Linked DNA regions of Mus musculus: region 2 is linked to region 1. Evidence: chromatin contacts called from public Hi-C data. All regions are on one chromosome and are shown on one strand. The core of a region is the stretch at or near the end of the contact, and the rest is flanking DNA. Distances in the headings are between cores, read along the strand shown.

Region 1 (3,907 bases), core at 665-3,164:
TTCCAATGGTCTTTACATAATGCCTGTGAAAGGGTCATTAGACCCCTGCTAAGGGTCATGACTGGCAGGTTGAGAACCATTGATTTAAAATATTATAGCTCCCATGTTTCTTTCTCCAAAGGGTTACAAGGAGTAAAGAGTTAGAGACCCTTAGCATACCTAATCTCCATCATCTCATCCAATAAGTCAGGTGGATGCATTCCCGAGTAATTCCAGTATTAAAAGCTCTCTGAACAGTATCCTTTACCCATCATAAATAGTCCATTATGCTTGGGCCCTCTTAATTAGGGCTTGTGGCTCTAACACTGACCCTAACGATCATTACCTAGTTATTGTTATATTTCATCATTTCATATGCCCACTACCCCATCTTAAAACTCACATTTATTTATTTATGTGTCATATCATCACACACACACACACACACACACACACACACACACACACACACACACACACACACACGCACACGCGCGCGCGCCCACAAGTCTCATGGTGCAGGTGTGGAAATCAGAATGTGGTTCCTGGAGATTGAACTCAGGTCACCAAGCTTGGTGGCAGGTGCTTTTACCCACTGGGCCATCTTGTAGCTATCAGTATCATTATCTTAAAAAGACTACTGATCCGGAGCTTACACTTTGCTGGTCTGCTTTGCATCTTGGGTTGGGATTAGCACAGTGTGCTGCCAAGCCCGGCTCTCAGCTGGTTCATTTTTACAGCACCCTCCCTTCCCCTGTCTGCTGGTCCTATCAGCACTGCAGGTAGTTCTGATCTGAGACTAAAACGCATGATCTTTTGGCTCGGGCTCTGGGAACTGAGTCATTCTGGCACTGACAATATTCTGTGACTCAGCAGGTCCGAAGAGGAGGATGTCAGAATCCAGATAATTTCGAGTCTTTTAAAGGCAAGCTAGGACACACAAACAACAGAGTGGAAGAATTTCAAAGCAGGTCTGCGTATCCAGGGGAAAATGTCATTCCATTCCCAGCCTTCTCACTTCCTTCCTTGCCCGGTTAAATGACAGTCACATTTTAATTTAGAGCAAGGAAATCACAAAATTGACTCTGAAGCTGAGATCGAGCCCTGTGTTCCACAGGGATCCAGTCCCTTGGACACCTCGGGATCTCTCCCCTCAGCGTGGGCAGGGCTTGCCCCGGGATACAGGAGGCAATGCCCGGGACGGCTGGGGAGGGCGAGGTCACGCAGGCCACCGCACCGTTGCGCTGTGTTCAGGCTCCAGAGTCAGGTAGTGGCTGAGCTATACCGTAAGGACTGACATCTGGTTGGGCCAGGGTCCAAGTCCTCATGAAGTCAAAAACACAGATTCCGGGCCACCTCACCCACCTGCGTCTCCCTTTAAGAACCTCCTCTTAGCCTCATACCCTCCAGGGCAAGATCCTCTAAGGTACAAGACCTGGATGAGGGTTCCCAACCCACCGAAGCCCCTACCCTCCCAGCATGCACTGCCCAGCACCCCACACCCCACGCCCCGCCCTCCTTCCCTCACTCACGCTCCCTCTCCGCCCACCTTGGGCCCCTCCCTCTTACCCCCTCGCCCAGCCCACCTCTAGTCACGCCCATCCAGAAGTCCTCCCACTTGACCCCTTGCCTCTTCCATCTCGCGCCCCCCTCCCTTTTGCTGCCGGTCCCGCCCTCCTCGCACCCCACCCTCCTACTCCACCGCCCCGCCCACCTCGCGCCCGGTCCTCTGGCTCCCGCCCCTCCCATCTCGCTTCTCTGGCCCACCGCCCTCCAGGCCGCCCCCGCCGCCGCCGGGAGTCGCTGGGGAGGACGCGTAGGGCGGGGAGCAGCTCCTGGCCCGCGTGAGCTGCCGAGGAGGCCGGCCTTGGGTTTTCTCCACCGCCAGATCCCACCCCGCCGGGCAGACCCCACCCCCTTCTCCTTCCTCCTGGGGCGCGCTCTCGAGTGCGCGCTCGGAAGTCGGGGGTCGGCGCACAGTGCAGGCTGCGCACCGGGAGGTAGCGGAGGCAGCGCGATCTTGGCTCGGACGCCCACCCATCGGCTCTGCGTCCGGCTCTCGGCCTCCAGCCCGGTCCACAGCCCGGCCTCGGCCCGCAGCGGAGGATCGGCCTCGGGATACGCCGCTAGGCGAGTGCAGCGCGGCACCCCAGCCTTTGCCGAGGGCCCGCGCGCAGCGGGATGACGGGCGGCGGGCGGGCCGCGCTGGCCCTGCAGCCCCGGGGGCGGCTGTGGCCGCTGTTGGCTGTGCTGGCGGCTGTGGCGGGCTGTGTCCGGGCGGCCATGGACGAGTGCGCGGATGAGGGCGGGCGGCCGCAGCGCTGCATGCCGGAGTTTGTTAATGCCGCCTTCAATGTGACCGTGGTGGCTACCAACACGTGTGGGACTCCGCCCGAGGAGTACTGCGTGCAGACTGGGGTGACCGGAGTCACTAAGTCCTGTCACCTGTGCGACGCCGGCCAGCAGCACCTGCAACACGGGGCAGCCTTCCTGACCGACTACAACAACCAGGCCGACACCACCTGGTGGCAAAGCCAGACTATGCTGGCCGGGGTGCAGTACCCCAACTCCATCAACCTCACGCTGCACCTGGGTAAGCGATGACAGCCCCGTCCCCACTACTCGCTCACGGTCCAGCTCCGGGGCCGCATCCATGGAGCCGCTGGTCCGGCCTGAGGGGCCTGTCCAGCCGCGTGCTGACGGTCTGTTCTCCAGCGTGGGCCACACACAGAAATTCCTTTCTCCAACTTCTAAAATTCATCTCGCTTTGAACATCCGGTGAGGGCCACCATGTCCCACGCTAGCATCTCTCTCTTTTTTTCTTACTCTTTCTAGTCCAACCGGATTCTCGTTCCGTTGATTCTTTTCTATTTCAGCAGTTAGGATTTTGGACCAACACCCCCCCACCCCCTTTTGCACCCTGAGGCGCTAATGAAACACTCATCCTGGCAGGACAGGACTATCACATAGCATGCTTACATTAGAGTCTTGAAGGTCCACTTTCAAACACTTGTCTTTAAAATGTTTGTCTGTCTCCAGGGTTGAGAATGATTGCTCTTAGTTTTGATAGGGGAATTTGAGGGGAGCAAATGCCTTTGCCGCCGGTATTTCTATGTGTAATTAAAGTGGAAGTTCACTTTTAAAGTTACTGTTCTTCAGAGCTGTTCAGCCTTAATTAGGAGCTGTTTCACTGCTAATCCTAGTTGGGAGAAAACAGAAAGGTAATGAAGACACTCTCTGTAATTGAGGGCAGTTTTGTTCCGGTGTAAAAAGCTCCAAGGCTCTCCTGGATAGTCTTCCCTTTTGCTTTGATCCGAAGCAAGTGTGGAGACAAGCATGCTTTAGAATCCAGGAGAGGGCTGAAGTAGGAGACTTCATGGCAGAGCCGTGGATGAGCAAGGCTGTGATTATCTGAACGGATCAAAGTTCCTGCTTCACCTGGAGATGTTTTCTTTACTTTTGAGACAGACAAGAGAGCAGAAAAATTTTCATTGCTGTGTTCAGTTGTGCAACATTAAGTGTGAAAAACTGATTGTTGCCCTGGGATATTTGAGAGGGATATTTTGTAGGCAGATAGTCCCCTGATCGTGGTTTCAGGGTTTTCTTTCCACTGCTCTTCATTATATTATATTATATTATATTATATTATATTATATTATATTATATTATATTATCAGGGAATTTTCTTCAGAGAAAGACTATGACTTAGAGAAAGTGCCTTGAAAGTGTAAATGACTGTGTGTGGAGGAAGTTTTAGGAGAGCAGTGTTACTGCCTCTGTAGTAGATGCTGCCTTTTTCTTTGTAGACGAGTCACCAGGCAGATGGAACTTTTTGAAAACAAGCTCATAAATGAAAATGTGAGGCATCCGATTTTCAGTAATTAAGAGTGAGTTCGGTTTTGAAAAGGACTGGAACGACATAGAAGTG
Region 2 (3,643 bases), core at 972-3,471, 75 kb before region 1:
ACATTACTCGAGATGCTGAACATAATCTCTGAGGGCTTGTCACCATGGATTCTACTTGTGTGGCATTTGGTTGCTAAGAGGACACAGAAAGGAAACACTAGTGAAGTCCAATATACTAAGAAATGATCCAGTTGCTTCTATAAATTGCTTCATCAAAAGAGAAATATTTGGTTAGCAGTTTAGGGGAGACACTACTCCATCTATCCTTTTATATTTCATATTTACTATGAAACATTCAGCGTCCACATCCTGGGGTTGCACTGCTCCCTAGAGCCACTGCAGTCCCTTCAACTGTGATGGACTTGTTGTTAGGCTCAGGTCTAAATCCAAGCACCATGCCCCAGCCTGCCATGCTAGTTTCTAAAGTCTGATTCCCAGTTCTCACAGGCTACTGCCAATCACTGTGGGCCTTGACGTTTTATTGGCCACATCCAGCTGGTGGGCGGGTCAGTAATTTTGAAGCTTAATATACCATTCCCATCCTCGTAGGGAAGAAGTGTATACTGAATACTCTGGCAGTAGTAACGTCTCCCCTACTAAGTACAGCTTAATCTTTTTTCTTTTAACCTTTACCACTTTAGCAATCAAGTCTCTTGGGGCTGGCATAACCCGGTCCATCAAGGACCAATTTCCCTACATTCCTAGTCTATGCATCTTTGTCCTAAGGAGGAATACGTAGGTATATTACTCAGATTCTCTGCATCCACAACACTTAGACTGTTCCCATCCTCTCCCACATTCCATCGCCTCATCACCGCCTGAGCTGGGCTCTTCCTCTGTTTGTTCAAAAGTGAATTCAAGAGTTCAGGTCCCTACTGTTTCCTGAGTACTACAGTTTCCTATACTATGACATCCCCAAGTCCCAATCTGCACGATGCTTTGTTATGGATTTTTCTTCTTCGAGTTGAAGTTTGACCTTTGGAACAGTAGTCCATCACTTCTCCATGGCTTTCTTCTTCCTCACAATCCCTTTCCATGATATTTAGTGTCTAACTGGTGAGAAAATTATGTAACTGGGAATTATTATTATTATTGTAGAAAGGGGGGGTTTACAACTTCTGTGCTGCAAAGGGTATTTGTCCTTCGTACTAGGTTGTTCCCTCTCTGACACTGCTCACCTGTATTTCAGCTAAGACCTTCTCAGCACAGGGCTGTCACGCTATAGGCTTTCAGTCAGTGTGCAGCTACTAAATCCTGTAGCTCAGTGAGTCTGTTTTGTGCTATTGTTGTTTGGGGGGGGGGTTAGAGCATCTGCAGGGTGGGCACTTCTGCATTGACTCTACAGGTTGACTCATGATGAAAAAATTTCTTAAGATTTTATGTAACAGTTACACTCCATTTTTTTATCAGAAAAAGACTTCTGGTCAAAACTTCCTTCTGGCTCATCGTGAAACCAAACCTAGGCTTGTAATCTTTCAAATCTGAGGTCACTGAGCACACAGCTCTTCTGCATCTTTTGAGACAGGGTTTCTCTGTATAGCTATGGGTGTCCTGGAGTCTATTTTGTAGACCAGGCTGGCCTCAAACTCAGAAATTCACCTGCCTCTGCCTCTGGAGTGCTGGGATTAAAGGCGTGTGCGACCATGGACACTGACACCGAATGACAGCTGTCTTAAAGCAAAACGCAAGATAGGTAAGCATTTCCCAGGTCAGATGTCAGAGATCCACTCAGAACGCGTTTCTGTAACACTTCCTTTTTATCTTTGGAGGAACTAGGGTTGAGGAGCAAAGCAGAGTCCCTTGACATACACACCAAGGTACAGGACTGGCTCCTGGGTGACAGAACCAGGTCTGCAACTAGGGGAAGGCACCTGGGAGGAAACAAGGACCTGGAAGATTTGCCATCCTGTTATCCCCATGGTGACTCCTGGGCTCCAGACAGGATCTTGCTATATAGTGCAGCTGTGTACATCAGACCTGCCTCTTGTCTTCCATGTGCTGGGATCAAAGGTGAGCACTACCATTCGGGGCCCTAGTTGTGATTTTTAGCATGGCTTTAGGCAACATGGTGGGGTCAGAATGAATGGGAACAGAGAGATCCCAGAGGGAGCAGGCTTGTTCTACAGAGAAGGGAGGCAGTTAGGGTGGTTTACAGAGAAAGTTTAAGTATCTGCTCTGTATGCAAGCTACTGCTGGTGAGTTATCAGGGCACACAGAGTCTCTGAGCTGAGTTCTTGCTGAGGAGAGAGACACTAAAGATATTATTTAAAAGACTGTGAGGAGCGGGTGTGGCAGCAGTCACAAGATGGCACCTGGGACTGCAGCTAAGTCTTATGACTTGCACCTGACTTCCTCATACACCTGAAAATAAGCCATGACCATCGTGAGAGCTGTGCAGGTGTAGCACGATGCTGGCAGTGTAAACAAGTCCATATTTGGTGGAGACATGCCCCTGCCGCCCTGATTGGCTGAAGCTGCGTGCCTGGTGAGATGATATGGCGTACTGTGAGTGGTTGGGGGCTGAGAGTATATAAGCAGACCTCCCTGGGTGCCCGGGGTGTGTTGAGGCAATGCTCCCCGTAGCAGCATTGAGGCATTCCTGCAATAAAGGCTGTTGAGAAGAACCCGACCGTGTTGTGTCTTCCTTGCTGGCCAAGGTGGGCGCAACATCTGGTGGCCTGTACAGGGCCCAAGGACAACGACCTTGTGGATTCAGAACTCTTCAGCTGAGGAACGGTGGTACCGGTAAGTCTCCCAAATTGATCCCCGGGTTTAAGGGGGATATGTTTTTCTCGCCCATAGACCCAGTGTGGGTAGAAAAAGGGTGAAAGGGGCGAGAAAGAAAAGAGGAAAGGAAAGGGGAAAGGAAAGGGGAAAGGGGAAAGGGGAAAGGGGAAAGGGGAAAGGGAAAGGGAAAGGAAGGGTTGAGACGATAAGGTTCCCGGGTAAATGGGACAAGTTAAGGTTCGTGAGTTATGCTTTTTTCTCCTATTGACCCTTTGTGCGTAGGTCTGGTAGTTTTGGTCTTGTTTGTTCTGATATATGGACTCTGTTACTGTTTGAATTGTCAGGCAGTCAAGACAGGTCAGAAAATCCTTACAGAGCAACAAGAGAGTATGTCAGAAGAGGAGAAGGGCTTAAAAAGAAAAAGAAAAAGAAAGGAGACACAGTGTTATCAGGTGGACAGAAAGGACAAAACAAAAGAGCCGAGGCAGAGGAGGGAGGCGAATTAGCTTCTATGCCCCCTCCCTATACCTCCTCGGCAGCTGCCTATTAGCAGAGGTTTGGAGAGAGGTTAGATTCTCCTTGCTGGGATGTCCTATTTTCACCGGCCAAGCAGGACAGAGATATCATGAGCCTCTAGATTTCAAAGTAATCAGGAATTTGGCTGAATCCATGCGGACTAATGGCCTAACTGCCTCCTATACTGTGGCTCAAGTAGAGGCCTTGAATAGACACTGCATGACTCTGTCCGATTGGGCAGTCTTGGTGAAGGCATGCCTTTCACCTGGGCAGTATTTAGATAGGAAAGCCTTCCTTATTGAATTTGCAAATGAACAGGCAGCAGCTAACACTGCTGCAGGAAATCCAGCATAGGATAGGATTATGCTGCTTGGTCAAGGTCGCTTTGCACAACAACAGACAGGATATCCAGTGCAGGTGAATCAGATTGCCATAAGGGTGTGGAAATCATTGCCCACTG

What was found. Hi-C and Micro-C count contacts between places; a contact is called where the count stands out from the background.
Region 2: a Hi-C map of B cells shows a contact between it and region 1, with 1.6 times the contacts expected there. The contact joins the enhancer-like site here to the promoter of Lamc1 in region 1. A contact is called at or near these places in 8 of 39 promoter capture datasets (the 3T3-L1 cell line, 3T3-L1-derived adipocytes, the C10 cell line and 5 more), 9 of 484 Hi-C or Micro-C datasets (the 63-12 cell line, B cells, the G1E-ER4 cell line and 5 more) and 11 of 115 datasets of contacts at active chromatin or transcription factors (bone marrow-derived macrophages, effector CD8 T cells, embryonic stem cells and 3 more).

Annotation. Positions count from the first base shown.
Region 1 is chr1:153,330,793-153,334,699 of GRCm38.p6, reverse strand. Lamc1 (laminin, gamma 1) reads left to right here and starts at 1,914. Exons shown (of 28, transcript NM_010683.2): 1 at 1,914-2,572. The coding sequence starts at 2,161.
Region 2 is chr1:153,406,644-153,410,286 of GRCm38.p6, reverse strand. It overlaps E330020D12Rik (Riken cDNA E330020D12 gene), which reads left to right. Exons shown (of 4, transcript NR_033736.1): 2 at 1,717-1,950; 3 at 2,598-2,685. Among named protein-coding and RNA genes, the nearest start is that of E330020D12Rik, 5.8 kb to the left of the region's middle. Within about 2 kb of position 2,221, at least 12 of the 459 cell types and tissues checked have an H3K27ac peak or open chromatin away from gene starts, as enhancers often do. A contact at or near this core is called in B cells, the G1E-ER4 cell line and the HPC-7 cell line, where this site is marked.